7 separate regions of the Mus musculus genome follow, and regions 1, 2, 3, 4, 5 and 7 are each linked to region 6. A link is a contact called in public Hi-C, HiChIP or PLAC-seq and promoter capture Hi-C data. All regions are on one chromosome and are shown on one strand. Each heading gives the region's core, a stretch centred on a gene start, on an enhancer-like site or on the middle of the called end of the contact. The rest is flanking DNA. Distances are from core to core; before and after follow the strand shown. Region 1 overlaps Epb41 (erythrocyte membrane protein band 4.1). Region 2 holds the start of Snhg3 (small nucleolar RNA host gene 3). Region 3 holds the start of Trnau1ap (tRNA selenocysteine 1 associated protein 1). Region 4 holds the start of Phactr4 (phosphatase and actin regulator 4). Region 5 holds the start of Taf12 (TATA-box binding protein associated factor 12). Region 6 holds the start of Laptm5 (lysosomal-associated protein transmembrane 5). Region 7 holds the start of 1700086P04Rik (a long non-coding RNA gene).

Region 1 (2,712 bases), core at 202-2,701, 1.1 Mb after region 6:
CTGCACACGCTTCTCTGTTAAATCTCTAAAGTCTAAGGCTGTAAGATGGGAACAGAATGTTCCAGGCTGGTCTCAGCTGTGTTCTGCCTGAGTATTAAGAGAAGGCTCTCCTCTGGGACAGAAAAAGAAAGAGAAAGCCATACTCCCTGAGGTCAGCAAGGAACTCCCCAGAGGAAGGAGGATCTTTAGGAACAAAAGCCCTTACTATGATCTCCAATTACTCTGTCCCACATAAAAGTCTGGATAATTCATTTTATTTAGTATGATAGAAAATGTTTTTTTTTCCTAGCAAAACATAATATTACTAAAAAACTAGGTCTGGCTCCAACATCACATTGCCCTCAAAATCCTGATGGGTGTGGTACATGCTCCTTTCATTGCAGCAGTCTGGAGGCACAGGCAGGTCGACCTCTGATCAATAGTGAGTTCCAGGACAGCCAGAGATGAATAGAGAGACCCTGCTTCAAAAAACAAGACAACAAGTGTATCCTCAAAGGACTACTAGTTGGAAAGTATGGGAAAGAAGATAAAGGAGAAGAAAGGAGGAAGGCAGGGAGATTTTCAACAAAGCAATACAAATTCTTTGTGGAAGTGGACAAAGTGCTTGCCAAGCAAGCATGAGGACATGACTTCAGATCCCTAGAACCCACATAAAAGGGCGGCAAGGCAGGTGTGACAGCCACCTGTAATTTAAGCACTCAGGTGGCAGGCACAAGGAATCTCTACGATGACTAGCTAGCTGACTAACTAGAACTGGCTAGCTCTGGGTTCAACAAGAGACTCTGACTCAACAAAGGAAGTAGAGTGTGATCAAAGATGTGCAAAGTCAACTTTGGGCCTCCATACACATGTGCATGGACACACACACAAACACACACACACACACCCCACACACTCATGAAAAACTTTAGGCTGGGTGTGGTGGCTGGCACAAAGCTCTGATCCCAGCACTGTGGAGTGAGAGGCAGAAAGATCTCTATGATTTTGAGGCAAGCCTGGTCTACAGAGCATTCATGTGTTGTTCCCTATCTTAAGAACGAAAACCCAAAGTACAATGTTACTAGGATAGATGTCATAAAGAGCCAAAAATGTCCACAACTCTCTGTTGAAAGTTCCTCCAAATAGAAAGAGAAGCCAGGATCAGGATCAGAGGGCAGGCAGCATGCTCAGTGAGGCCTGAGTTTGATACTCGGCACTAGGAAGAAAAGCATGCGTCAGTATTCTTTTTCAAAGGAAAACAGGAACATAATACTTCCCCCAAATGTATAAAAAGCACAAACATATGTACAGTCATCATTTTGGTTAAATGCATTTTTTTAAATATATACTTCACAAAAATGAGGTACTATTTCTTTCTAAAAAGATTCAAGACTCTTCCGATTTCGGGCAGTTTGTCTAAAGGCTGCCTTAAAAGCCACCCTCCCAGAGCAAACCTCTTCCTGTTTGTCAAGTGTGTGTTTACTTTCACATCTGCTTCAAAAGATAAAAGCAACAATGGGGACACCAACCACAAGACTGTGTCCTACCAAGCCGGAAATGACGCTATAAACCCAGACTTGCTGTGAAATGGGTCTTCAGAACACTCACACACAGGCTAACATGCAAATAAAAACTTAAAAAATTTACAGTGTGAGTCTGAATCAAACCCAAAGATCGACACTGGACAAAACTGCATTACATATTTGCATACAACCATTATACAGACCCAAAGACATCCAATTTCAGTAGACAAGGGTACAAGTAAGGTATAAAAATACAAAGGCTCGGAGGGTAGGTGAGCTACACAAGCCTAGCAACCTGACTTCAATCCCTAGAACCATATAAAGAAGAGAACTATGCCACAGTTTGCCTCTGGCCTCCACACAAGCAAACATCATACACATCTGTGTACACACACACACACACACACACACACATACACACGACTACAATAGTAAAAATTAATCAGAGATACTTAGCAGGAGCTGGGTGATGGTGGTGCATGCCTTTAATTCCAGCACAGGGGAAACAGAGGCAGGTGGATCTCTGTGAGTTGGAGGCTAGCCTGGTCTACAGAGTGAGTTCTAAGACAGCCAGGGCTACACAAACAAAACCTAGTCCAGCACAGCCAGGCTATGTTACACAGAGAAACTGTCTAAAAAAAAAAACAAAAAACAATATATATATATATATATATATGTATGTGTGTGTGTGTGTGTGTGTGTGTATTTAAGAGCACCTAGAGTGACTGCAAACATCTGCAATCCCAACATTTCAGAGATGCAGGCAACAGAGTCACAAGTTCAAAGTCACCCTCAACTACATAGCAAGTTTCAAGGCTAGCCTGGGGGTACATGAGACTGCCAGGAAAGAAGGAAGAGAGGGAGGGGGAAGGAGAGCCAGCCACATTAAACAAATGTCACTTCTTCTCTTTTCCCTTTGATAAAATCTGTATGATAGGCACATACTATGCATATATTTCCTAAAATATGATTATCCTCATTTTACACACACACAAATACAGCTTTAGAAAAGGACTTTCACAAGACAACAGTTATAGAGAACTCATCAGCTTTGACAGAAGGTTTACATCCAAAGCTCTTACCCCCGACAAGCAAAAGGGTCTCAGTAAGGTCTCATCACTCTGAATGCCAATTTTCAATTGTGTGATTCTGGACAAGCTACTTAGCTTTTAACTTGTTACCTAAACTGTGAATTGAGATTAATAACACT
Region 2 (2,843 bases), core at 236-2,735, 1.4 Mb after region 6:
ATAATAACTATTCAGTAGGTGCCCCCGCTGATTCTCTTCTTTCCTGGAAGAGGGGAAAAAAAAAACAACACAAACATCAGGTTCCTAAAGTTGACATACCAAAAGCCTTAGGAATTTAAATTTTTGTTTCCTGCATGGTTTGTCTCCTCAGTCATGGTCCACGGGACTCTGAGAAGTCGTAGGAATATGCAGGCGCAGACTCGAAAGCCCAGCTTCATCTCCAACGTTGTGGAAAGGGACTGTACATCACCGGGCAATGCCCTAAGCTCCCGTTCGCCACTAGGACAGAGCCCGGGGAGAGTGACCTCCCGGGATATCCACGTTGGAATGTCTGGTTAGCACCCAAACGTTTAGTCAACTTCAACAGGCGACTACACCCCCCCCCCCCACACACACAGTGTATATCACTAATAACGTACACATGGAGCAGAAAGCACTAAGCCAGCCTCAGGGTGAACGTACCTCCATCAACAAAGTACCTGAAATCATTGACCGGGTCTGCAAGAGAAGACTTTAATCAGTAAGTTAAACCCTTAGAGTACTCGGACGCACCCCCAGATTGCATGACTTAAAAAACTGTTTCCTGCATGGTTTGTCTCCTCAGTCATGGTCCACAGGACTCTGAGAAGTCGTAGGAATATGCAGGCGCAGACTCGAAAGCCCAGCTTTATCTCCAACGTTGTGGAAAGGGACTGTACATCACCGGGCAATGCCCTAAGCTCCCGCTCGCCACTAGGACAGAGCCCGGGGAGAGTGACCTCCCGGGATATCCACGTCGGATAGTCATGGTAATGTCTTTTTTTTTGACAAAATGCCACAGGGTCCTTTTGCCAGACCTCCAGCTGGAGGAAAAACCCCAAAAACGCCTGTCTCCAGAGTGCTGTGACTACAGACTTCAGCCACCTTTTCAGATCTTGAAGCAAACAGAACACAACACCCCCATCGGAACCAAACTATCCAGAAATTATCTACCTAAAAAAGGGTCCTCTGAAAAATGGGAGATTAATGAACAAAAAACTGCAGAAATCCCGTTACAAGGTGAAGAGAAAGTATAACTGGGAAGCAAGGCGAAATGATTAAGTTAAAACCGAACGCTGGAAGGCGGCTAACACTTCAAATCACAAGGCAGGAACCAAAGACCCTGTCCTCTTAAAGTGAACATTAAAGGAAAGTGCGTAGACCAACTCAGTCTCCCAGGCAATAATCCTGCGAGCGTTGGGATCCCCGAAAGAAAACGGTTACTGGGCTCGGAGGCGCGTGACCTCACGCCATGCTCGGCTAGTGAGCCCGGCCTCCCACACCGGGTCCGCCCAGCCGCGACCCTGCCTGTCTGCGGAGCCCGTGCGGGACCGCGCGGGCAAACCCTCAGCAGCCGAGAGCAGCGCACTGTACTCACCAAGAACAAGCACACCAAGAGAGCGACGCCTAGAGAGACAGACCCGCGCCGACGCAGCCATATTTATACCTTAAGTAACGCCCGGAAGTCAGGCGTGGTCGACTATGCCTGCGCCTGCGCAGGGTTACGCTCACTTAGAAGCATTGGAAATGCGCTAAGGCTGATGGGATCGAGAACTTTTACCCTACTAAGGTGTTGGCGGTCTTAGCGTGAAATTGTTGAGCTTGTGAGGTTTGTCCTCTCGGCCTGGATACACTGGTATATGCAAAATGAAAAAAAAAAAAAAAGCCTAGAGAAATATTTTCTAGATTCCAGAGTTTGAATCTACTTTGTTTGTGGAAGGAACAGTTGATACAGAACATAGATGCTACAATTAAAAACTTCCCATGGAGGGGGCCTGAGAGGTGGCTTAGTGGTTAAGATTCCTGGTTGAAGGCGGGAGGGTGGCGCACGCCTTTAGTCCTAGCACTCAGGAGGCAGAGGCAGGCGGATTTCTGAATTTAAGGCCAGCCTGGTCTACAGAGTGAGTTCCAGGTCATCCAGGGCCACACAGAGAAACCCTGTCTCGAAAAAACAAAAACAAAACACTAATGCTGTTTCCCAGATTTTTAAGACATGAAATTAAGCCTGATGAATGTTGTTGTGAAATATTTATTTGAAAGAATGGCTGTCTGGGCGTGATGGTGTAGGTTTTTCTGTTTTGTTTTTTGAGTCAGGGTTTCTCTGTATAGCCCTGGCTGTCCTGGAACTCTTTGTACACCAGGCTGGCCTCGAACTCAGAAACCCGCCTGCCTCTGCCTCCAGAGTGCTGGGATCAAAGGCGTGCGTCACCACACCCAGCTCCCATTGAGCCATCTTGTTGGCTCTGCCCTCTCCTTTCTGACATGGTTTTTCAGACCTCAGTCTCTCTCCACGAAAAACAGTGGGCAGTGTGAACCTTCAGAACAACCTTCTGGAGATGTTTTAACCCCAAAGCTGCAGGAACAAGGGGAGACCTAATAATCTGGACCACGGGAACATGGGATCAGAGAAACATCCAACAAAAAGTTCTGACTACTGGTTTCTTTTCACGCTTAGGGAAGGGTAATGTGCCAAGTGCCAAGCAGCAAATGAGTCACTGCTGAGGTGCCCTGGGCAGAAACTGGGCAGCCTGCCAGAGAGGACAGGCAGTACCAGCCACTCTGGTGACACCAGCCTGGTGACACCAACCTGAGGTTCATTCAGCTGTGGGCCATATTGAGTTAATCCTTGTAAGGGACTGTTGAAACTCCTTGTTCTCAAACATATGTAAAAATGGCATTTGTCAGCTGGGCGTGGTGGCACATGCCTTTAATCCCAGCACTCTCGAGGCAGAGGCAGGCAGATTTCTGAGTTCAAAGCCAGCCTGGTCTACAAAGTGAGTGCCAGGACAGCCAGGGCTACACAGAGAAACCCTGTCTCAAAAAAA
Region 3 (2,785 bases), core at 210-2,709, 1.4 Mb after region 6:
AACAAAAGAGCCAGGATTGCTGGCACACCTTGTGGTTGTGGCACTTGGGAGGCAGCGGCAGGGTTGTCATTACAGCCTACATTACTACAGGAAGACTTTGTTTCAGCGTAGAGCAAAATAAACTAAAGCTAAATGAAACACACAGTAACTTAGCAAAGATCACACAACAGTTTTCAAAAATAGGTTCCAGCATCCTGCCCTGAATCACTGGGATACTCAACACCTGAAATACTCAACGCTTCTGCTCTGTAAGCCACCCTCTGTGGTTCTTTCACTACTGCTAGGGATGGCGAGAAGCTCTTACTCCCGCCATATTTATTCCCTTGAATAACAGTGGCAGCAGGCTCTATTAATCGAGAACTGAACGGAAAGATGAAAAGGGAGGTGTACCCAGTGAGGCGGTTTCGGATAATTTTGACGCTCATCACGGTCTCCCCCATGGTGGCAAAGGCTCTAGAGATGAAGTTCTCATCCATGTAGGGTTCCAGCTGCATAAAAACCAGAGCAGAGAGGAGAGGCTCAGGCCCATGACCCGGAGCCCTGTAAGGGGTGGAGCCCCTCCCACTCTGTCCAGGACCCCCCTCTACAGCACTAGAGAGCCAAGCTTCCTACCACGCAATGGGGAACGGTCCCAACCAACTCCTTTACTTCAAATCGCTCCCCTTGCTGGGAGGCGTGGCACACACCGTTAATCCCAGCACTAGGGAGGCAATGGTAGGTGGAGTCTGTGAGTCTACATAACGAGTTCCAGGACAGACAGAACTATGTGAAGGACCCCATCTCAAAAACAACAAAAGAAAAAACAAAAACAAATAAAATAGCTCCCCTTTATAGAACTCCCTGTGCTTCCAGTCCTAATAACAATTCTTGGGGTTCCTCCCACTCCATCCGCCCAAATCATCCCACTCCAAATCTTTCCAAACTGGAAAGGGGGATTCCAGACCCTCTACCCCATAGAGTCAGCATCTGAGGAATCTTCATTCTGATGCCCAGACTCCACTTTCAAAGACTGGGTGAATAGGTCTCGCTACGAAGCCCAAGCTGGCCTAGAACTCACTATGGAGTCTCGAACTGGTGACGATCTTCCTGCCTCGCCAAGTGCAGGGAGTAAGGCATTGGCCACCACACCCCATCTAGCTTCCCGCTGTCACCAAAACCCTTCCTGTTCACGGCCACCCTTCTGGGATCCGAAGGCCCTCTGCTCTCAGGCCCTTCCTCCCCCTACGACTCGAGACCCTCTTGTTCCCCTCAGAGCAGGGGCGACCCTGACTCACGTCTCCCATCCATAGGCTGGCCGCCATCCCGCACCCGGGCGGGGACCCTGAGGGCCTGTGGCGCGCAACCGCGCCAGTCTGCGCGACCCGGCCCGCCCGGAGCCTAAGCCTGCAGCACCTCCTGCGCACACGCTGCCTCGGCGGCCAGAGCGATCCGGGTTTTCCTCCGACCTGTCCGCCGCTTCCGGCCCCCCCAGGGGGCGTTGCTTCTACGGGCTAGGGAGTGGCTCCACGGGATAGGGGCGTGGCCTCGGCTGGGGCACAGTAGGCCTAGCTGGCACCGGCTCTGAAGAGGGTCTCTGTGGGCGGACTGCCCCGCTCTTTAATAAAACCGCGCAAATGCGTCTATAATTATTGAGTTAAGGTTTGCTCTCTGTAGGGAATACCAAGCATAAGAACGGAAGGACAGCTAGTGACCGAAACCCCTCTGGGAGCGCGGAGGATAAGCTTCCGAGGGACTGTGGAGGAGCCGCGGCCGCACAGTGGTCCTCTTGCCCTGCATCCCAGCGAGGACTTTTTGGAAGATGTAGTGGGATTCTTCATTTTCTTAAAGCCCTGAGGTGGAGAGAACTAAAGGACGGTTCTTGATGGTACACTCAAAGTCCATCGTTTTGTGTGTAGTTGGGGGTGGGGAGAGTCGGCGTCGGCATGGTCTCTGTAATCCTTGTTGACCTGTTTAAGTCTGTCTCTAGTCAGAGATCTACTTGCTTCTGCCTGTTTGTTTAATGAACGCCAGTCTTCTCAAAGCATTCCTTCCTTAACGGCTGAGCTTTGGCTCCAGCCCCACACTTTTTTTTTTTTTTTTTTTTTTTTGCCTTGAGACAAGTTTTCATGTTGGTCCCTGGTACAAGCTATATAATCTAGGCTGGCTGTAAACTCTTGGCAATCTTGCTTCAGCTTCCTAAGTGCTAGTTTTACAAGTGAAGGACACCAACCCTGGCTCCTTCCCCGTTTATTATTCTAATCCAATTCACCAAGACTTTACCACAAAGCACAGACGGACCTTTACAGAACCCTCAGTAAACTTGGTTTTTGAGAGCTCCTAAGGTGGTTGTATCCATGCTTCAACATCCAGTTGGTAGCCAACTTAGCAGAGTGGGAAGGTCCTGTGCGTTCAGATTGGTTCTGACAACCAAGTTCATCCTAAGTCCTTTAACTTAGAAAGTTCCCCAAGCCAAGAACTCAAGTCTGAAAACCAGAGGCCAACTATGAGTATAAATTTCCTGTTCCCTTCTGTTACTGTATGAATGATGCTAAGGCACTGGTGAGATGGCTCAGCAGGTAAAAGTGCATTGCACTGAACCTGACAAACACACATGTACACACAAATGTAAAAAAAAAAAAAAAAAGTTTTTCAGAGACTACAGAATGCTTTGGGTCCCATGGGATTGGAGTTAGTATCGTTGTGTAGCACCATGTGGGTGCTGAGAATTGAACCTGGGTCCTCTCCAAGTGCAACTAGTGCTATTAATCAGATCAGAGCCATCTCTCCACCCTGCAGGGAAGGCTAC
Region 4 (2,832 bases), core at 123-2,622, 1.5 Mb after region 6:
TGAAATGTCAGAATAATGAAGGCTTTGCCTACATGTCTAGGGTGGAAATTTCGTCTCAAAACACCTTTCCTGACTCAAAGGAGTCCCAACTGTCTTCACTCAAGGAATTTGAAATACTAATCGATTTTTCAAAGGATCTCTACCTTGGCCTTTATAAAAGCTTTACCCCTATGCTAAGTCTCAAGATTCGTTCTTCGACGGAACATACAGTTACCACTATCTAACCAAACTGGATCAAATCCACACAATTCATCGGTGTCCAGTAAATACATATTTTATCGCCTTTTTTTTTTCAACCTTTTTTTTTTTAATGCTTTCTAGAATCTACTGGGTATCTAGGTTTTTCTACAAAGCAGGTGCTTTCAGTGAGCTGAGTTTTTCTTTGTGGAGTTGTTGTTTAAAAAAAGAGAAAGGGATGTATTCTGGAGAGTCGAGGAGCAGCGTGGGAAAATGAAGTGCCGAAGACTGCAGGCAATGAATGATGTCCTGGTAATCACTCTGCTCCAATTTTCAGGTTTCCGAGGCAATGATTCGCTTGAGTTCTTTGCGGCCGCCGCCGCACCCCCCCCCCCCCCCCACACACACACACACTCCACAATCACCCAACCCCTCCATCCCAGCTGCCACACGTATCGCAGCAAATTTCCACTCTTTCTCGGTTTCCGGGATTGAGGCTCCAAGTCTCACTTCTTTTTCTTAGACTCCATCCACTGGAGGAGAAAAGCGCCTTAGCGCCTTGAGTTTTGATCCCTAGCTACCGGAGGCTGACATTTAAGAAAGAAGTTGGACAATAACTTCCAGGTTTCCACTGAAACTATGCCAGACTCCTAAGTCTCTTCTCTGCTCAGCCAGGATGCAGAGGTCTGAGGGAGGTCACTTTTGAAAGATGGACTTTGACCCGATCCAGTTACAGTAACCAGATCCCCAGGGCGCAGTCCCCAGCAGGACGTGCGGGCTCCCCTGGAGACCGCGACTCCGTGCACTGCCACAAAAGGGGGAAAAGCGGCGCAGACAAAAGGGCCCCGCGGAGGCTGGGGGGCGGAGAGCGCGAGTGTGCGCCGGCCGGCCACAGGCGGGGACACCGCCGCGGGACCGTTGTGGGAGGGCCGAGGAGGGAGGAGGCTACCGCCCGCCACGCCCTGGCTGCACTGACCGCCGCGGGCGCCGTTAACCCCCCACCCAGGCTCGGCCCGCGACCCCTAGTCGAGCCGAGCCTGCCGCTGCTGCGCGCGCGCGGGAGGTGCTCACTTTCCCAAGTTTGGGGAACTTACCCAAGTCGCCGCTGCCTCCTCGGGTTCCCCAGCACTTTCTCCCGGAAATCCTACCTGGTCTCTGGCCGCCTGGCTCCAGCCAGAGCCTTCGGCCCCAGGGGAGGGGGGGCGGAGGGAGCGGGCCGGACAGTGAGGAGGGTAGGAAGTGCCGCCGCGGAGCCTCACGGGACTTGTAGTCCACTGCAGTGGCCAGCGGTGTGGCGAGCGGGACAAAATGGCGGGAACTGCCGGCCCTCCGCTGCGAGGCGCCTGACCCCTACTCTGCCGATCTGGGCATGCGCCGCCAGAGTCCGGTGCACTGCATATAAACGGATTTGGGCACCTTGCCCAGTTCTGAGCAAGGGGAAGGTCTCGGGACTTGGGAGGACACGTTCGGGAACAGACTCTCCCGGCGATGCCCAAGAAAGGATGTGTGTGTTGTGCTCTACAAAAGAAGTCCAGTTTGTTTCAAACTATTGATAACCAGTTTTAAGTGCAAAAAACTTACAAACAAGTTACCCGCGGTGTTTTGTGAAAGTACAGAACCCAGCCTATTAAGCGCAGACATTCTACACCCCCCCCCTCCCAACTAAATTTTTTTCCCACTAACGATTACCTAGTAGAAGCCACCATCTGTTTCTAAGTGGCACTCATTCCAACCTCCAGGGCTATATCACCCTCCAGACCCCCTTCTTGCCACTGCTGGAGGATCTTTTTAAATGCCAAACCCATGGGTTACACCCATCTTAGACGGAAAAGTATACATACGATACATACAGAGGGAAACATAGAAAAACTTATACCTTTCAAATACGCAATCTATAACATTAAAAATATCAATACGCCGGGCAGTGGTGGTGCATGCCTTTAATCCCAGCATTTGGGAGGCAGAGACAGGTGGATTTCTGAGTTCGAGGCCAGCCTGGTCTACAAAGTGAGTTCCAGGACAGCCAGGGCTATATAGAGAAACCCTGTCTCAAAAAACCAAAAAAAAAAAAAAAAAAAAAAAGCAATAAATTACAACCCAGTTGTGGTGTCACACACCAGTATTCCTAAATGCTCTGGAGACAAGGGTTGGATTATTGCTGAGTTCAAAATCAGTTTGATCTACAAAGTTCCAGGCCAAGCCAACCAGAATTACATAGTGAGACCCTGTCTCAAAACAAACAAACCCAACAAAAACCAATGCAGGCCAGCCAGCTGCTGTCTGGTAATATAATAATAACAACAGTGACAACGACGATGACAACAACAACAATAATAATAATGGCTGGAGAGATGGCTCAGTGGTTAAGAACTTGCTGTTCTTTAAAGGGGCTGAGTTCTGTTCCCAGCACTATATATCAGGTAGCTCACAACTCTAACTACAGCTCCAAGGGTTGTGAACCTCTGGCTATGTGAGCACTTGCACTCATGTGCACATACTGCATGCAAATACTCACCTACACACAACTGGAATTAATAAAAAATAAATATTTAAAAAGTAACAATGTAGGCTGGTGAGATGGCTCAGCGGTTAAGAGTGCAGACTGCTCTTCCAAAGGTCCTGAGTTCAAATCTCAGCAACTACATGATGGCTCAC
Region 5 (2,700 bases), core at 188-2,687, 1.4 Mb after region 6:
CCCTTCCTGTCCCCTAACCAAACTTCAGCCTTACTGCTCATCTAGTCTTTTTTTTTGTTTGCTTGTTTTTTTGAGACAGGGTTTCTCTGTGTAGCCCTGGCTGTCCTGGAACTCACTCTGTAGACCAGGCTGGCCTCAAACTCAGAAATCTTGCCCATGCCTCCCAAGTGCTGGGATTAAAGGCATGAGCTAGCACTGCCTAGCGCCTGTAAACTCTTAAGGACAATGATGACTGACTTCCCCAACAGGATATACCCAGCACACAGCAAAAAACAAAAACAAAAACAAAAAAACAGTTTAGTACATCCAAGGATGCAAGCACAAAAACTGATTGGCCAAACTCTGAGAACCATGATAGAAAAATAAAGCTGGGGCTTGAGAGGTGGCTTTCTCTCGAACCTGGCAGTCTTGCAGAGGGCCTGGGTCAATGCCAGCAGTCACATGGTGGCTCACAACTATCTGTAACTTCAATTGCAAGGCTTCAGATACCCTCTTCTGACCTCTTTGTGCACCAGGAATGCACATGGTGTACATATATAAATGCAGACAAAACACTTTTCCGCATAAAATAAATCCAAAAAGAAAAATAAGGTTATAAACAGTTTGCCACTTAATGGTTAAGCCCTTGCATCCAGGATTTTGGACCAAGAGGGTGGATGAGCCTAATGGGATGAAGATACAAAGATAGAATGGATTCTTTATGGGCAGGAACCGTTGATAGCTCTGAGATGTCAGACTTCTATACACTCGTTTGCGAGATCTCTATTTTACTAAGAATCCTTGCCGGGGACTGAAACTGCCTGTTGCTTACATGCCTAGCAAAAAAAAAAAAAAAAAAAGTACTCAAATCTCAGGGCTTAGTGGTTTAACAGTTACTGTACCAGCCCGGGCTTTGGAGTAAGAATTTTCAATTCAAGTTGAGAACCTACATCCCTTAGGAATTTCACGTTTCTTCCACTATTACATGACATACTCCAAGTGAGGGACTGAACCAGTCCCTCACAGACAGCTCTCGTCCAAGTGTATGTTGACTACAGATTAACTAATAGGCACAATCAGCTTCTCTAGTCTCCAAGTTCTCGTGCTGGTTGAGAGTCCCATAGTTGGTATCTATGCAGAACTGCGGTCCCATCCTTATAGCACCACAAAGGCACCAACCAAAAATGGCGACTTGGAAGCTCTCCGAGGCCGTCGGTTACCGGTCACGCTCGTGAAAGAGATGAGTCGTAAAGAAACATCTAGGACAGGGATTCACGCCGTGGTAGGGGACGCAGAGTAGACCCACGCCACCAGCAAGCCACACAGAGCAGAAAGCCCGACCTGCCAAGCCAGGCGCTGGGCTCACAGTCCTACCACGTGTTGTAGTACCATCTGCGCCTGCGCTAGTGAGGCGCGCGCCCGGCGGCCGGAAGAGCCGCGCGTTTCCGGGTTGGAGGCGGGGAGCGGTGCCGGAAGTGCTTGGGGAGGGCCGCGCAGTCGGACCGGCTGCTGAGACGAAAGCTTCACTGGGGCAGTCTCCGCATATCATGGGGAGATAGACGCTGCTGCCTGTGAGTCTTGGGCCCTGGCAGTTGAGGACGAAGAGCGGGAGGAGGGTGTCAGGACCCAGACCCACAGCGGGTCAGTGCTGGAAGAACTAGGCTGTGGAAGAGACGGGGCTGAGGAGCCCAGGCTCTTGGGACGGGACTTGAGGGGTTCGGGCTCGCAGAAGCAGCGGCTGTTGGGGACTCGAGCTCTGAATGAGAGACTTAGGAAACGGGGACGGATGTGGATTCTGCAGCATCTGAGGGAAAGCCTTCTGAGAGGGACAGGATGGTGAGGATCCCGCACTTTATAGGAGGCGAGGGTAGGAACGAAACGGGGCGTGAAGACACAGGCTCCAGAGAGGTAAAAGTGGAGCCCGAGAGGACTCGGGCTCCTAAGAGACAGAAGCGGGACAGTAAAGTCCCAGCTCCTAAGGATTCAGAAACCGGGCAGCAAAGACTTGAGGACTGGAGCTAGAGAAGGAGGCAGAGAAGACTTGAATTTGAAAGGGAATCGAAGCGGGCAGTGAGGACTGGGTCTTCTTTGGGGACAAGATCCGGGCTTTCAGACTCAAGAGTTTCTGGAGGGACAGAGATGTAAGGACCCGAGCTCCTAAAAGTGAAGGAACTAGGGGGTCCTTAACGGCTGGGAGATCAGCCTTCAAGGGAGAAAAGTTGAAAAGGTTTAGCGATCTGTTCTCTGTACCCGGAGGATTAGGATATATATATTCGGGGGAAGACTTCTTGGCGCTGCCTATTTGGCTTTTGGCATTTAGGCTTTTTCTTGTGTCCGTTACTTAACCTAGAAAAGCCACATGAAACGTCTTCGTTTTTCTTCATTATTGTGAATCAGATGTGAAGCTGAAAGCAGTTTGAACTCAGTTATATACTTGATAAGTACCTTAAGCCCTGTTCCATTCAGCCCCCGTTGAGCACAGATCTCTATATCACTAGCAAACTGTCATAGATGGAAGGGCAGCAAAAGAACACTTTGAATTCTTTTACATTTAAGAAAAAGAGGATGCAAAGAGGGATTAGGATCACTGTGAGCCAGATTCTTAGGTTATACAGTACTCTACCATGTACATCGAAGAAGAGATGCTTGCTTGAAATTATTTGAATAAATGCTTTTAGAATCTCTACCCTCAAACTCAGAAGGGATTTTTTTCTAACGGAT
Region 6 (2,958 bases), core at 282-2,781:
ATCCCCCCAGTGCTCAACCTGCCTGATTTTGTTGCCCTGACAGGACAACTCTTTTCAAGATGAGTATGCTGGGGGCCGTTTCTAATCTCTCCTGGGGCAAAAAATGCTGTGGTGTCCAATCCAAACTCCACAGTGTCACAGGACACCTGCTTGGGGCTTCCCACAGGTCTGAGCAAGGGCTTCTTGTCCCTTCCTTTATTGCAGCGTGGGTCATTTATCCCCTGAGACATCAGGGAAGAGTCTTAAGTCAGGGAAGAGTCTCAAACTTACTAATTCCAACGTTTCTTAGAGAGTGGGGAAGAACGCACAATCCCAGGTTTCTGTCTCGAGGGACCCTGCAAAGCGGGTTCGGCCAGGGGTCTCCCAGATCTCCTCCAGGGGTTACAGACCACAAGAGAAAGAGCCTATTACAGGGGCCTGGTACACACTCATGCCTATGGCTTCCCATGTGACAATTCTTCAGAGCCCAGAGTGAGGAGGAGATGGAGATGTGTGAGAAGCCCAGCTTCAGGGAGGGCCTCTAGGGCAGCGGTTCTCAACCTTCCTGGTGCTGTGGTCCTTTAACACAGTTAGTTCCTCATGCTGTGGTGATCCCCACCCATAAAATTATGTTTTGTTGCTACCTCATAACTGTAATTTTACTTCTGCTATGAGTTGTAATGTAAATATCTGATATCCAGAATATCTGATATGTGACTCCCATGAAAGGGTCGGCCGACCCCTGGACAGGTTATGATCCACAGGTTGAGAATTACTACTCTAGAGGCAGTTGGCCTCCGTTCCAGTTCCCACTCCTTTTTAGACTATCTTGGTGACTGCAAGGGAGAAATGGCTTCATCCTGTGCCTCAGTTTTTTCATCTGTGCAATGGGGATAAGAATAGCACCTCCTCCTGGGAAGTGACAGTATTCGCCTTTAATCCCAACACTTGGTAGGGAGAAGCAGGCAGATCTCTATAAGTTTGAGGCCAGCCTGCTCTACAGAGTGAGTTCCAGGACAGCCAGGGCTCTACAAAGAAACCCTGCCCCCCCCCTCCCCCCGCAAACCAAACCAAATCAGACCAGACCAAACCAAACCAAACCAAACCAAACCAAACCAACAGTCCCTCCCTGGAACAGCCCAGGTAAGGAGCTAAGCTTCACAGGATCTCGAAGGAGCAGTTTACTGACAGCTACTGTTTTTACAACCAGACACATTTGAGTTTGAATCCTTCCATTAGAACTACTGTTTGATTAGGGACAGATTTCCATATCGGATTCTTTTTCTAGAAAAGGGCTTCTAGGGCGGTGTTCAGCATCCAGGAAGCAGAGTGCATATAAATGCGGAGCCCAGCCCTGGTGAAGCATTGGAGCCCCTGGGAGTGGTAGATGCCTCAGTCGGGCTCCCTGTGACCCCCCCCCCCCTTCCCTCCCCTGCAGCTGCTACAACCCAGACTTACAGACCTGGCCCCTACCGTCTGAGGGCAAGGCGGAAGTGAGGCAGGCAGCCTGTGGCTTCCTCTTTTTTGTTCTGCTGTGGGCCCAAGACTCCTTACTCAGAGCCTCCGAAGAGGGGACTGCGCACCATGGCCTCCCGTGCAGCGCCGGTCAGACAGACATGCTGTTGTTTCAACATCCGAGTCGCCACCATAGCCCTGGCCATTTACCACATAGTGAGTATTGGGGAGTCTGGGGTGTTTGGTGTGTGTGTGTGTGTGTGTGTGTGTGTGTGTGTGTGTGTGTGCGTGAGGACACACTGAGACCTTCCAACTGGGGGATTGCTACCTATTACTTGTCTGTGGGACCCTGGACAAGCCCTGTGCTACTCTGGGCCTTAGTAGTTCCCTGTGGAGTTGAACAGAATAGTGCCCTTTTGGTTGTGGCTGTGCAAAGAGAAAGGCAGGCTGGCAACGGGGAGGAGTGCAGGTTGGGATTGTTCCAGGATGCCAAGCTCCACACAGGCCCGGGTGTAGGGCTTTCTGGGCCCTTTCCTAGTCTGGGGTCTGGGTTTACCTTTGGACTTCTACTGGGAACCAGCGACTGCTTCCTCTCAGCTCACAGCTCAGTCAAGCTGCCACCTTCTCCCTTCAAGGATGGCTTAAGCTTTGTGGCTGGGGAACTGCTTGGGGGTGGTGGGGGGCAGCCAGCATGTCACAGTGGCTGTCATTGTCACAGTGTGACCCCAGGTCCAGTCTTAGTGACCAGGGATAAGGCTCTCCCTTTGGAGTGGCCTAAAGTTGGAGTCTCTGTTCTCTTCTGCTGGGATTTACCCCTCACCCCCTGCCCCTGGCCACACTTAGCTCTCTGAGGCCCAAACATTTCTTGGCTTCAGTGACTCAGACAGAACCTGTGGCTAACAGCTCTCCTGGGCCTGGAAGAGCTTCCTCAAAATCAACCTAAATCCGTAGGCTGCTGCGCAGAGCCTGGTGACATCTGCTTCCGGCCACAGGCCGTGTGGCACCAGGCAGTGGTACAAACCAGTTCTGTCCTGAAGCTCTTGTGTGCACCTCCCTGCCCCCCTCCCCCATTCCCAGCCTTTGCTGTGCAGTCTCACATGACTTGTTGAACCTCTCTGAGCCTGTTTCTTTAGATCAAAACAGAAGATGAGGATGATAAGAGCTGTGTGTTGGGTGGCTGTGTGGGTGAAGTTGATATCTATAAAGCATGAGGGACATGTGCAACATGGTCCCCTGCCTTTCCATGAGTGTGTCTTGACCCACCTGTCCACCGAAAGCAGGGGTTCTCAACCTTCCTAATGTTGCGACTCTTAAATACGGTCCCTCACGTTGTGGTGACCCCACCCTCCCCAACCGTAACATTATTTTCATTGCTACTTCATAACCATAATTTTACTACTGTTATGAATCATAATGTAAATATATTTTTAGATAAAGAGTTGTCAAAAAGGTCTCAACCCATAGGTTGAGAACCACTGTTCTAGGGCCTGGCATGGGGGATGGGGAGACTCAGAGTCTGTCCTG
Region 7 (2,787 bases), core at 257-2,756, 1.9 Mb before region 6:
AGCTGGAGCTGGTGACGTGTTCACGGAAGTGTGTTTTAGCTATCTAGCATTAAACCTCTTTTCTTCTTAAGGAAAACTACCCTTCTGCCCTACACACACACACACACACACACACACACACACACACACACACACACACACAAAGTCCTGGTGTTGTCAATTCCAGCCGTCATATTTTTCTGTCCTTCTCTTTCTTGGGTTCTTGGCAGCATTTGTCACAATTGACGGCTGACCACTTCCTCTTGCAAACAAATTGTCTTGGCATCTATGACATCACACCTGCTTGATCATCTATGACATCATACCTTCTTAGGCCACTAGACCCTGTTCTTAGTTTTCATTACCGGACATTTCTTCCAATGGGCTTCGTTTGCTGTGTTGTTGTAATCTCAAAAGTTTAAAGAGTTGCGGATCTGGTTTTAAGTATTGGCCAGGAAAAAAAAATCAAACAACTTACTATGTTCACATATCTGTTCCTACATTGCACGATCCCCACCCCCATCTCCTTAAGGCATGCTAGACAAGTGAATCACTGTAAGCCTTCACTGCCATTCCTTATTAATAACAAGACACTGTTTTTATCTTTAAAGAAAGATGCATCAAGATGATTGTTTTAACCAATGAGATTCAAGCAAAACTGGGCAGAACTTCCTAAGCAGTCTTCTTAAAATAAGACATTTTTCTTCCCACCGTTTGGAATATGGCAGAATGAGGTGAGCTTAAGACAGAAGCTTGAACTGTCGATCTTCGGACATATTTTTCATGGAAAGAAAATTCTCTATCATAAGCCTCCCTCTCTCATTTCTCTAAGCCAAAATCTAATCCTGACCTGGCTTTGCTGCTGTTGAAGGTATTTGCTTTTCTCATCACCAAGCCTAAGGGTCTTTTGTTAGAGGAACTGGGGAAGGGGGACTGAAAGAAACCATTTCTAGAAGCGAAATTGTTGGGCCTCTTTCTACCAACAGTGACTAACCAGAGTACCTGAGAGATACAGCTTAGGAGTAAGTTCACTAGTTGACAGAAAACAGCAAATGCTAGAATGAAAACTCTGGACTCATTCTTGAAGATAGGGGAGCCTGCCTGTCTTATCTAGAAGTGCGGCTCACTTTGAGGATCTTCAATGAGTGACTATATTCCTTACCACTTAATGGCTAGCATCAACAGAAATGTTGGGCGGTGGATCGGCGGGAATCACTACCAGATCAACGCTCGTCTTCTTTTTACAGACGAAATGAAGGCATCCTCATTGAAAAGAAGACCCCTGACTCCTGGACAAGGAACGGAGGGTGGAGCCTGTGCAAAATATGGCTGCGCCGGACCACCTGACCGCAGAAGGCGGGGCTTCGCCGCAGCCTGCAGGCCCCGCCCTCCAGGCCCCGCCCAGCTCCTCTCGCGGGGCCGCGCGGGTTGTGAGGTGTCTGAGGCCGGCGCCTGCGCAGTTGCCCGCGGCGCGCGGGGCGGAGGCTTTATAACCACTTCGTAGCGGCTGGTCGGCTTCTGTCTCTGGGAGGACTGCCGAGGCGGTGGCGGCGGCGGCGGCGGCCGGGGCGCCGGCTGGGAGGGGGCGCTGAGGCGGGAGCTACGGCGGCGCTGGGCGCCCCTGGCTCCTCAGCCTCTGCGGGCCATGGGCTCCGAGAAGGACTCCGAGTCGCCGCGCTCCACCTCGCTCCATGCGGCCGCCCCCGACCCTAAGTGCCGCAGCGGCGGCCGGCGCCGGCGCCTCACCTTCCACAGCGTCTTCTCCGCCTCGGCCCGCGGCCGCCGCGCCCGGACCAAGCCTCAGGCCGAACCGCCGCCCCCGGCTGCGCCGCCGCCGCCGCCGCCGCCCGCTCCGGCCCCGGTTGAGGCTCAGGCCCCGCCGGTGGAAGCTCTGCCCTCCGAGCCCGCTGCCGAGGCTGAGGCGGAGGCCGTGGCTGCCGGGCCGGAGGAGGACGAGGCGGCGGAGGGCGGCGGCGCGGAGGAGGTGGAGTGCCCGCTGTGCCTGGTGCGCCTGCCGCCCGAGCGGGCCCCGCGCCTCCTCAGCTGCCCGCATCGCTCGTGCCGGGACTGCCTCCGCCACTACCTGCGCCTGGAGATCAGCGAGAGCCGCGTGCCCATCAGCTGCCCCGAGTGCAGCGAGCGGCTCAACCCACACGACATCCGTCTGCTGCTGGCCGACCCGCCGCTCATGCACAAGTACGAAGAGTTCATGCTGCGCCGGTACCTGGCCTCGGACCCCGACTGCCGCTGGTGTCCGGCCCCTGACTGCGGGTGAGCGCGGGGGCGTGGCCGCGGGGGTCGTCCCGGGTGCAACGGGTGTCACACACCTTGAGGGAGGAGAGGATGGTGCCCAGCAGGAGGTAGAGGACGGACGATCACGAGTAACCGACCCTCAGACCAGCCTTGCAACCGGTCTGATGGCACTCAGCACCCTATACCTACTTGCTTGAGGTGGCTTGAGGTGGTGGCTGAGTGCTAAGAGAAGGGAACTGTCCATTAAGTCAGAATATCCGGGTGAGCAGGGGTTTTTTTTGTTTTGTTTTGTTTTCTTTCTCTTTGCCCAGGAAGGGAGAGGTGTGTGTATGTGCGTGTTATCGTAATGATTGAGAAGGAATATTTGTTATAGGAGAGAGAATGAAAATGTCCTACTGAAGGGGCCGCGCTTCCGAGGGGTGTGTCCATATGGCTAGGGGCGCACTTAGCAGCAGCATTGCAGAAGGCGTGTTCTTCCACACAACCGCTGCTGAAAGTTGAGATGCAGATGATGAGAGAAGGCAGCTCACTAACAGCTCTAGGGGCACCCTGGGC

What was found. Promoter capture Hi-C pulls out the DNA fragments that hold promoters and counts their contacts. A called contact is a pair of places that touch in the nucleus more often than the background predicts. HiChIP or PLAC-seq counts read pairs in DNA pulled down with a chosen protein or histone mark.
Region 1: a contact with region 6 is called in an H3K27ac HiChIP or PLAC-seq map of bone marrow-derived dendritic cells, with 8 times the contacts expected there. The contact joins the enhancer-like site here to the promoter of Laptm5 in region 6. A contact is called at or near these places in 5 of 39 promoter capture datasets (the 3T3-L1 cell line, 3T3-L1-derived adipocytes, the C10 cell line and 2 more), 1 of 15 datasets of contacts at CTCF or cohesin (large pre-B cells), 2 of 484 Hi-C or Micro-C datasets (CD4 T cells and CD8 T cells) and 6 of 115 datasets of contacts at active chromatin or transcription factors (astrocytes, bone marrow-derived dendritic cells, bone marrow-derived macrophages and 3 more).
Region 2: a contact with region 6 is called in a Hi-C map of B cells, with 6 read pairs. The contact joins the promoter of Snhg3 here to the promoter of Laptm5 in region 6. A contact is called at or near these places in 1 of 39 promoter capture datasets (pre-B cells) and 1 of 484 Hi-C or Micro-C datasets (B cells).
Region 3: a contact with region 6 is called in a promoter capture Hi-C map of the HPC-7 cell line. The contact joins the promoter of Trnau1ap here to the promoter of Laptm5 in region 6. A contact is called at or near these places in 2 of 39 promoter capture datasets (the HPC-7 cell line and pre-B cells) and 1 of 115 datasets of contacts at active chromatin or transcription factors (pro-B cells).
Region 4: a contact with region 6 is called in a promoter capture Hi-C map of the HPC-7 cell line. The contact joins the promoter of Phactr4 here to the promoter of Laptm5 in region 6. A contact is called at or near these places in 2 of 39 promoter capture datasets (the HPC-7 cell line and pre-B cells).
Region 5: a promoter capture Hi-C map of pre-B cells shows a contact between it and region 6, with 2.7 times the contacts expected there. The contact joins the promoter of Taf12 here to the promoter of Laptm5 in region 6. A contact is called at or near these places in 6 of 39 promoter capture datasets (the C10 cell line, the HPC-7 cell line, HPC-7-derived erythroid cells and 3 more), 1 of 484 Hi-C or Micro-C datasets (B cells) and 1 of 115 datasets of contacts at active chromatin or transcription factors (pro-B cells).
Region 7: a contact with region 6 is called in a promoter capture Hi-C map of pre-B cells. The contact joins the promoter of 1700086P04Rik here to the promoter of Laptm5 in region 6. A contact is called at or near these places in 1 of 39 promoter capture datasets (pre-B cells), 1 of 484 Hi-C or Micro-C datasets (CD4 T cells) and 1 of 9 other capture datasets (liver).

What each region holds. Positions count from the first base shown.
Region 1 is chr4:132,038,965-132,041,676 of GRCm38.p6, forward strand. All of the region lies in intron 1 of Epb41 (erythrocyte membrane protein band 4.1), which reads right to left. Among named protein-coding and RNA genes, the nearest start is that of Gm36157, 9.2 kb to the right of the region's middle. Within about 2 kb of position 1,452, at least 148 of the 459 cell types and tissues checked have an H3K27ac peak or open chromatin away from gene starts, as enhancers often do. A contact at or near this core is called in CD8 T cells, bone marrow-derived dendritic cells, bone marrow-derived macrophages and 1 more, where this site is marked.
Region 2 is chr4:132,352,201-132,355,043 of GRCm38.p6, forward strand. Snhg3 (small nucleolar RNA host gene 3) reads right to left here and starts at 1,486. Exons shown (of 3, transcript NR_003270.2): 1 at 1,397-1,486; 2 at 463-498; 3 at 1-43. Snora73b (small nucleolar RNA, H/ACA box 73b) reads right to left here and starts at 326; the gene lies at 122-326. Snora73a (small nucleolar RNA, H/ACA box 73a) reads right to left here and starts at 779; the gene lies at 575-779. RefSeq lists a cis regulatory region at 1,225-1,744.
Region 3 is chr4:132,328,079-132,330,863 of GRCm38.p6, forward strand. Trnau1ap (tRNA selenocysteine 1 associated protein 1) reads right to left here and starts at 1,460. Exons shown (of 9, transcript NM_027925.3): 1 at 1,275-1,460; 2 at 391-488. The coding sequence starts at 1,301.
Region 4 is chr4:132,421,074-132,423,905 of GRCm38.p6, forward strand. Phactr4 (phosphatase and actin regulator 4) reads right to left here and starts at 1,373. Exons shown (of 13, transcript NM_001161797.1): 1 at 1,272-1,373.
Region 5 is chr4:132,272,938-132,275,637 of GRCm38.p6, forward strand. It overlaps Taf12 (TATA-box binding protein associated factor 12), which reads left to right and starts at 1,438. Exons shown (of 6, transcript NM_025579.3): 1 at 1,438-1,550.
Region 6 is chr4:130,911,785-130,914,742 of GRCm38.p6, forward strand. Laptm5 (lysosomal-associated protein transmembrane 5) reads left to right here and starts at 1,532. Exons shown (of 8, transcript NM_010686.4): 1 at 1,532-1,650. The coding sequence starts at 1,564. Gm38599 (a long non-coding RNA gene) reads right to left here and starts at 2,108. Exons shown (of 5, transcript XR_001784452.2): 1 at 1,991-2,108.
Region 7 is chr4:129,056,647-129,059,433 of GRCm38.p6, forward strand. 1700086P04Rik (a long non-coding RNA gene) reads right to left here and starts at 1,507. Exons shown (of 2, transcript XR_868180.3): 1 at 1,142-1,507. It overlaps Rnf19b (ring finger protein 19B), which reads left to right and starts at 1,498. Exons shown (of 9, transcript NM_029219.2): 1 at 1,498-2,250. The coding sequence starts at 1,625.